Regions from separate parts of the Sus scrofa genome. Here region 2 is linked to region 1. A link is a contact called in public Hi-C data. All regions are on one chromosome and are shown on one strand. Each heading gives the region's core, a stretch centred on a gene start, on an enhancer-like site or on the middle of the called end of the contact. The rest is flanking DNA. Distances are from core to core; before and after follow the strand shown. Region 1 holds the start of OSBPL6 (oxysterol-binding protein-related protein 6). Region 2 holds the start of DFNB59 (pejvakin).

What was found. A called contact is a pair of places that touch in the nucleus more often than the background predicts.
Region 2: a contact with region 1 is called in a Hi-C map of skeletal muscle, with 2.3 times the contacts expected there. The contact joins the promoter of DFNB59 here to the promoter of OSBPL6 in region 1. A contact is called at or near these places in 1 of 5 promoter capture datasets (fetal skeletal muscle) and 2 of 47 Hi-C or Micro-C datasets (fibroblasts and skeletal muscle).

The regions. Positions count from the first base shown.
Region 1 is chr15:83,871,415-83,875,243 of Sscrofa11.1, reverse strand. OSBPL6 (oxysterol-binding protein-related protein 6) reads right to left here and starts at 2,497. Exons shown (of 25, transcript XM_021075890.1): 1 at 2,285-2,497.
Region 2 is chr15:84,156,511-84,160,399 of Sscrofa11.1, reverse strand. DFNB59 (pejvakin) reads right to left here and starts at 2,536. Exons shown (of 7, transcript XM_003133509.6): 1 at 1,448-2,536; 2 at 507-702. The coding sequence starts at 1,658. It overlaps PRKRA (interferon-inducible double-stranded RNA-dependent protein kinase activator A), which reads left to right and starts at 3,804. Exons shown (of 8, transcript XM_001927705.5): 1 at 3,804-3,889.

The DNA of each region.
Region 1 (3,829 bases), core at 1,248-3,747:
GGGGAAAAAAGTCTCATACATCAATAGATAATGAGACTCTTTCAAAATTAAAAACAAACTAAAAGAAGTATTATAATTATTACTTAACAGTGCAGTTAAAAAATAAAATCCCTCCAAACAGACCTTATCCTCCCAACAAGACCACAAACTCTTCATTCTTATTTGTATCTCCCACATGCCCACACCAATGCTTTGAACAGATCAGTGTTCAATAAGTAAGTATTTACTGAATGATTACTGAATGTTACTTAACCAAGGCATTTTACTAAAATTTAAAACTTCTCCTTAGGCCAATAGTTTCATGAATAAAGTCACATAAAAACTTTTATCTACTTACATATTAACCTAATCTATTTCTGCAGTGGTGCTACAGATTTCCAACAACAAATATTTAATCTTGAAAGGACTTTACCTTTCTTTTTGGAATAAAATTAACTAACAAAAGGTTAAAGCAATCTAAGGACAAGAAAACTTATGTGAAGCAACCCCATAAAAGTCCAACCGAATCACATTATACTACAACCAAGAGACATGTGATAAACCATCATGATTTGAAACTGAGATATCCCAAAAGGAATCCATCCACTAAATGTATACTGAGTTATCAATATCAACTGAAAATATGAGCAACAACAGGAATTTTAGGCTTTCTAAAAGCAAAGACTCTAATTTAAAAATATTTTGTTTCTACTTTGTGGAAAAAAATATTTGTAGGGGGAAACAGGAAATCCAGAGTAAGAGAATAACAGAAATAATATTCCACCAATCCTGGCCTTCCTTATAATCCAAGGAGGGCTATGCATATTCTCTGTAGGTGATTATACCCCAGTTACACTGCAGCTTCCCTTCGACCTTGGGAACTCTGCTCATTCTGAGTTACTGTGAGGTCTTCTGTTTCATTTATTATTAGTCTTTGTATCTGCAATGCTGTAGCATTGGATAGGAATATCAACATTGTGAGCTAGCAGTACCTAAAACTGTAGAAATGCTTCCAAAAAACAAAGGGAGACGAGAGGGGAAAAATACATCCAAGAAGGAAACAAAGTTAATGATATTAAGATGGAATATTTAAAAATCTTACCTCTGGAGAAAGATTTCCAAAGGTAAGACTGAAAGATTTCCAACGTTTATTCATCAGCTCTGTGATACAGAACTATCCATTAACATGCAATTATTACATTTAAGAAAAGATGGTCAAGAAAAATTGTGTTATTTGGAGAAAAAAAATCACAGTTTGCTAAAACTAGTACAGCGATTTAAAAATGGAAATTCTTATAGAGGAAAAGCCTATAGGACTTTGCAATCAGGAGAGAGAAATAATCTGGCAACCCAGTGGGTTTACTTAGTTTCGTGTCATTTGCTTCATGTCCATTATGTAATGCTTTCCCCAGCTTTAGGTCTCTATGTTTAAGCTACCTTCAGGTATATAACCAGAATGGCCACAATATCAGTATCTGGTCATAACTTTCAAAAACAGCTTAAAAGGTGTCATGCAGATGTTCCTATATACACCAGAAGCTTTTTAACAAAATATGCTGGTGTCATTACTTCTTTCCGGCTTCCTCCCCAGGTTTCCCATCCCCTCCTCCCCCCAGCATCCCCCGCCAAACGATTTGCGGACAGCTCCCGGCTCGATGCAGGGGAAGCACGTCTGGACTGCAATGCAAACCCTGTCCCGGTCTGAACCGGGGAAGGCAGGCTCGGCCCTGGCTGGGGGTGTGGACGAAGGCTGCAGGGAAGGCTGCAGGGGTGGGTGGGCAGGGGTGCCCCGTGAGGGCAGTCTGCAGTGCACGCGCACAATAAAACCCAATGCACAACTTCCCCAGCCGTTCCTCTCAGCTCCCCAGCTTCCCCGAAAGGTGCGGCGTAGGCGTTAGCTGGAGCGGGCGCGCGGGTTCGGTTCTCCGCCGACAATTACATCAGTCCCTCTCCCTGCCCTCGCTTGTATCCCAGCAGCCTGGGGGAGCCGGGGCGCGGGGCGGCGCTGGGGGATGCTAGCGGCCGGAATTCCCCACGACGAGGGGGAGGGGAGGGCAGCGAGGGGGACCGTGACCCAGACGCCCCCTCCCACCTCGGTCGCGGGGCGGGACTGGCACCGCGGCCCCCGGCTCTCCCGCCAGGCTAACCCCCGGAGGGCTTTGATGCCTCAGGGGCCCAGAGCCGGGCTGCCTGGCCGCGCGTCCCTTAGGGTCCTCGGCCCTCCGGCCGCGCACAATGCCCCCGGGCCGTGCCGCGGGCACCGTCTTGCGGCTTCAGGGGTCCCCTCCGCAGCTAGGACACCTACCTGGAAGGTTGGTAGCGGCGCGGCCGATCGTGCAGCGGCAGCGGCGGGAAGCGGGAGACGGCCCAGGCGGACTGGCCGGCGCGCTAGCTGGCTGGGGAGCAGAGGCGCGGGCGCCGCCTGCGTGGAGCCGCGGTCTCCGGCTCCGACAGCGGCGGTGGCGGCGGTGCGGCGCCTCCAGTGGTCCGCGGCGCCGCAGCCCCTCCTCTCCCACGGGCGGGGCGCGCTGGCGGGGCGGTGCTCCGGGCTCCCCGCCCCCGGCTCCCGCTGGCTGGCCCCGCTGAGTGGAACCTCGGGCCGCCTGCGCTGCCGCTGCGCGCCGGACCTGCGGGGCACCCTCGCCGCGCTGCCCAGAGAGCGGGAGCTGGGCGGGCTGAGTCTCCGACGCGCAGGGTCTCACTGCTTGCGCTCACCTCCTACCCGGTCCGGGTGGGAATCCCTGGTGTCCAGAGATCACAGCGGCGGAGCCACAGCCCGGGCGTCCCCGGGCCTGAGCGCCGTAGGAGCGACCCCGCCCTCCCTGGGTCCTGCCCTTGGAGGTGGGCCAGCCCTGGTTCGTAGAGCTTGGCCCCAGATGGTCCCAGCGCTCAAGGCCTCAAGCACAGCCGCTCCGAGCACCGTGGGAGAGCGGATTCAGAAGGGAACAGCAGCCTGGCGACCTCCATGGAGGTGCCGCCCAGCCCCTTTCTCAAGCCATCATTCAGGCTGGTCCGTAAAGAAATAGGACGGTGTGTGCCTGCTCCCCACCGCCCCCGCCCCCGGCACTCCGGAGCAAAAACTTCCCGGGCCCAGAGAAATACCTCACTACACCTCACCTCCCACCTCAAACAATTACAGCCTTAAACCGTTCCCAGCGTGTGCCCAAAGGCAGATTAATTTAAAGGGAAATTTGCTGGGAAGGACAGGGTAATTTACACAGATGTTTCTATTGTAAATGGATGGCTGAAAAGATGACAGAAGTATCTATCTCAAGACGTTTCTGTCAACACCATCTTCGGGGAAGAAAATGCGGAGAACACGTAACGGGAACTATTACAGAAATAGTTGTGGAGTGCTTTGTGGGCTCTCTAGGGGTCCAGATTGGATGAGTAGGGGGAAGGGCGCCTTCAAAAATTAAAGGTATTGCTACCCACCACCGAGGCAACTGTGATGGCATTTCACTGTTCTTTAGGCTGATAAAATTCGGATTTGCTATGGAACATAGTCAATTATATGCACTCATTCCCACTCTTGAATCTCCAAAATCACCTTTTGGATTAGCTGCTTCTACCTGAACTAATAACGTTCTCATATTGTCCTGTCACAAAATATTAGATGCTGGACCTTGTGACACATCATATTTCCACCTTAATGTGAAGAAATTCTCAAGGGACTGACCTTCATTTGACCATCGCCACCTTTCACTCCTTAACATCTGGGTTCCTATTAACAAACTCTACTGAAACTGCTCTCTAAAAAGGAAAAAAAAAAAAAAAAAAAAAAAAAGCCAAACACAGAGTCTTTAACCTAAAGAAATGGTCCTCAAAATTTTTCACAACGAGTTTTCTT
Region 2 (3,889 bases), core at 1,287-3,786, 290 kb before region 1:
ACACATTCACAACAATCTGTAACTTCTACTTACATACAATCAAGTACAGTTTTTGCTTATCATGTATTATTCATGATCCACCTTAATTAAAAATAGTAAATCCAGACAGACAATATACATCATAAAGTACATTCGAAAGAAATTTAATAATCTGCTTCTTCTTTCTATGTTCTTAAACATGCTTATTATACAAGTCTGTTAGAGGAGACTCTCTCAGTATATTTGTTGCAAGCAGATTTTTGAATTATTTTAATCTAATAGTTTAGCAAATGCATGCAGAGCTAAAGCAGTTTTGCAGAACAATTAAATATTGTTTAAACCAAATGATTCTGGATATCTAAACTTATCCAAAGTTTGGATATATTACTAATTTGTATTATTTCAAACAAATAAAACAAATTACACTAGTAAAATATAACAGTGTTTTAAGCATTCTTTGTAATGAAGTCTATATATTTAAAATATTTAGTGCAAACATTGAATTATATCAAGATTATTATACCAACCGGGTAGTAATTTCCTTGAGTAGTGTTGATACTTCCACTTCATGTTTGGTTACAACACCAAATGAAGCTTTTACTGCAATGGAATCTGATCCAGTAACGTTAATCCCAACGTCATTCACAATGTGGTTGCCTTTCCTTCCATAGAGTGAAACATCTGATTCATCTTCATAATTCAACAACTGATAAGATGAAATACCTTTAAGAAAAATAAATTAATATTTTAACTATCTTGATTCAGCTAATGTAGATTATATAAAGTAACACATTACTTTATTATTTAAGACTTGATTACCCAAATGACAAGAAATGCAACATTCAAGCCAGGATTTAAAACAGCTATTCAATTAATTTGACAACAAGAAGAAATAAATATCCCAGAGTACTTTAAATGAACTTGAATTCTCTGTTCAGCCTATAGAATACTTAAGCATCAAGATTCACTGGCTAGTTGAAAGAAAAACAAGTGCTTATAGAAAAAATTGTTAAAATATCAATTTCTAATCTAGCCTATAATATATTTGTTTACCAACCATAATAACTTCATCAAAAAAATAAATATAAATGACTTGCATCTCATTTAACCATGTGAGAGGTAAGACTAAATAATACCTCCATTTTATAGAAAAAGAAAAATATTATGCCATATCCTAAGCTGATTTGATTAAATCAAGTTATAAAAGAACTGAAATTAAATTATACAATAAATAATCTTAAAAATACATTTGATATTATTCAACCAATAAGAGATTTGATACTATATAAACTTTAGACATTGCTGATCTTAATATTATTAAAAATGAGTTACCTTTATCAATGAAAATGTAAATATTACAAACATAGGCAGCATATACAATGTATTTTAGATTACTGATAATATAGCTGAAAGAGCTATATTATGAATTATATAAAAATGCCACTCCAAAATAGACATTTAAACTTACCAGCTGAAATTTCTCTGTCTCCTAGAAGAATATCTTTCAGTGTAAAAGGTGTTGAGGTAAATTTATATCTAGGAAACAGAAAACATCGCTTCTTTTTTACCACCAGACTTAGAGGTTGGTATTTGTCAGCCTCACTGAGGCTTGGAACAGGAACTAATCTCCCTCCATCTCCAACTTGCTTGACAAAGCTCTTGGTAGCAGCAGCAAACATATTAATAAAGCATCAAAATGTCATAAACTGCAATCCTCAGATAACAAATACATATTTTCAAAGAAAATCAGGCATAAAACTAAGTTTTGCTGATTTTAAATATAATTATTCATGTTAAAAATACAAAGCATGGTTTCACCAAGGGGCTTACCAGTCTACAATTTACAACACTGCCTCCCCTGGTGTGCTCAGGTAATGAATTATAGATTAACTGTGTAAAATGATATACTAAAAGCAAGTCTAATTTGGAATAGTAGTCTATAACACTAAAATATACACAGAAAACTTAGTAATTTTTAAATATCACCAATGTCCTTGATGAGGGTCACAGGTGATAGTGATTTGCCAGGTTTTAATGAAGCATATGGCCCTATGGGGAACAATGCAATTTAGCCACTAACATGAGCCCTGGACACCACCAACAATGGATCTAGTCCAAAGGGAATTCCTTCACAAGTCCATTACAATAATTTTGGCAACAGAAAAGTACTCTTACAAATCCTTATGCTACACAGTTCATTCTTTGAACATTTCATTCATTTTTCCTTGTACGTTTATGAAACCAAGTGATTAATATAAAAATAAATTCGCAGAATATACAGAAACAAATGTATGCAGAACTTTATAAAACACTAAGTCATATTACATATAACTGAATAAACTCTGAGCTAGGGATTTCTTATGCTGGAGATGACACATAGGGTCCTGCTGCATTTATTTTTGTTTCATAATTATCTCGGTTACTCAACCTTTAGAGAAGTATATAAAGTTTAGGCTTGTCTTTTTTGTTTGTTTGTTTGTTTGTTTTCTCTTTCTGCTATTTCTTTGGGCCGCTCCCGCGGCATATGGAGGTTCCCAGGCTAGGGGTTGAATCGGAGCTGTAGCCACCGGCCTACGCCAGAGCCACAGCAACGCGAGATCCAAGCCGCATCTGCAACCTATACCACAGCTCACGGCAACGCCGATCCTTAACCCACTGAGCAAAGGCAGGGACCGAACCCGCAACCTCATGGTTCCTAGTCGGATTCGTTAACCACTGCGCCACGACGGGAACTCCTAGGCTTGTTTTTTAGGAATTTTACGGCTAAAAATAAATTTTAGAAACAAATCTGAGTCCTGGAATTATGTATTGCCATAGCTATGTGGATATTAACATATTCTGAAGTAGTGGCTATATGGTACCTTCAATAAGACATTCATTAAAACATAACAATGGATAGTAATAGATATACATCTATAGAGGGAAGAGGGAGGGAAGAAAAAACAGACTTGTTTCAAGCCTCAAGTAATATAAATCACTTTGATTAGATCCGGATTTTTTTTCTTTGCTTTCAAGTATCCAGGGTTCGAGAGTTAACAAAAGTTTCCAAAAATGTCTCTTCGTGTGATCAGTATTGTGCCAGGCAATCCAGCAGAACGAGAAAGTACAAGGGGTTATTTCTGCAAGCAAAACCCCTAGCAGCGATAGGACATCTCATGTAGCTGAGTCCCATCAAAGGTGGTGCATCCCAGGCAAACGCCATTACAAGCAACACAGGTGTGCAGAAGCAGCAGTTAATTGGAATTGGGTTCAAAGAAAAGCCTTCGTTTACACCTAAGGTGTCTTGCTGGGACCCGCTATCCTAGCACTCAGCAGTCGACGAAGACAATGAAGCCCACCCCGGGTGAAAAAAGTGGGTCTCCCTACGTCTCCACGATCACCTAATGGCAGGCTTCAGCGACAGGACGAGCCCACCCGCAGCCTTCAGGAGCCGATATACTGCAAGTCTCACGTTTCGGGCCCAGACCGGGGCAGGCTCTCTGGCAATTTTGCATTTGAAATTTTGAAATCATTTTCTTAAAGTGACGCAATCGTCCTCTTCCCCCCCTCCCACCCACCCCTTCAAAAAAAAGGCTGAGCTGCAGGCCTCACAGACTGAAGCTTGCAAGCCCGCGGACTAGCCTCTCTAGGCAGGAAACAGCCTCCTTTTAAGGACACAGAACTGCGGTCTCCTCAAGCCGCTGGGCAGAAGGCGGGGCACCGTCTGCAGCTGAGGACTGCTGGGGCTGCGGGGAGGGCGGGGAGGGCACTAGAGAGCCTGGAGAGCAGGTGGGCGGGGCTGGCGAGGAGCTCCGCCAGAGCTGGGGCAGCAGGGGGCGTGGCCGGGAACGGAGAACGGGGAACCGTGCTCTTGCACGGAGGCTCCACCCCCGCCCGTCCCCCGGAGGGACGCAAGAGGGGAGGAGAAGGG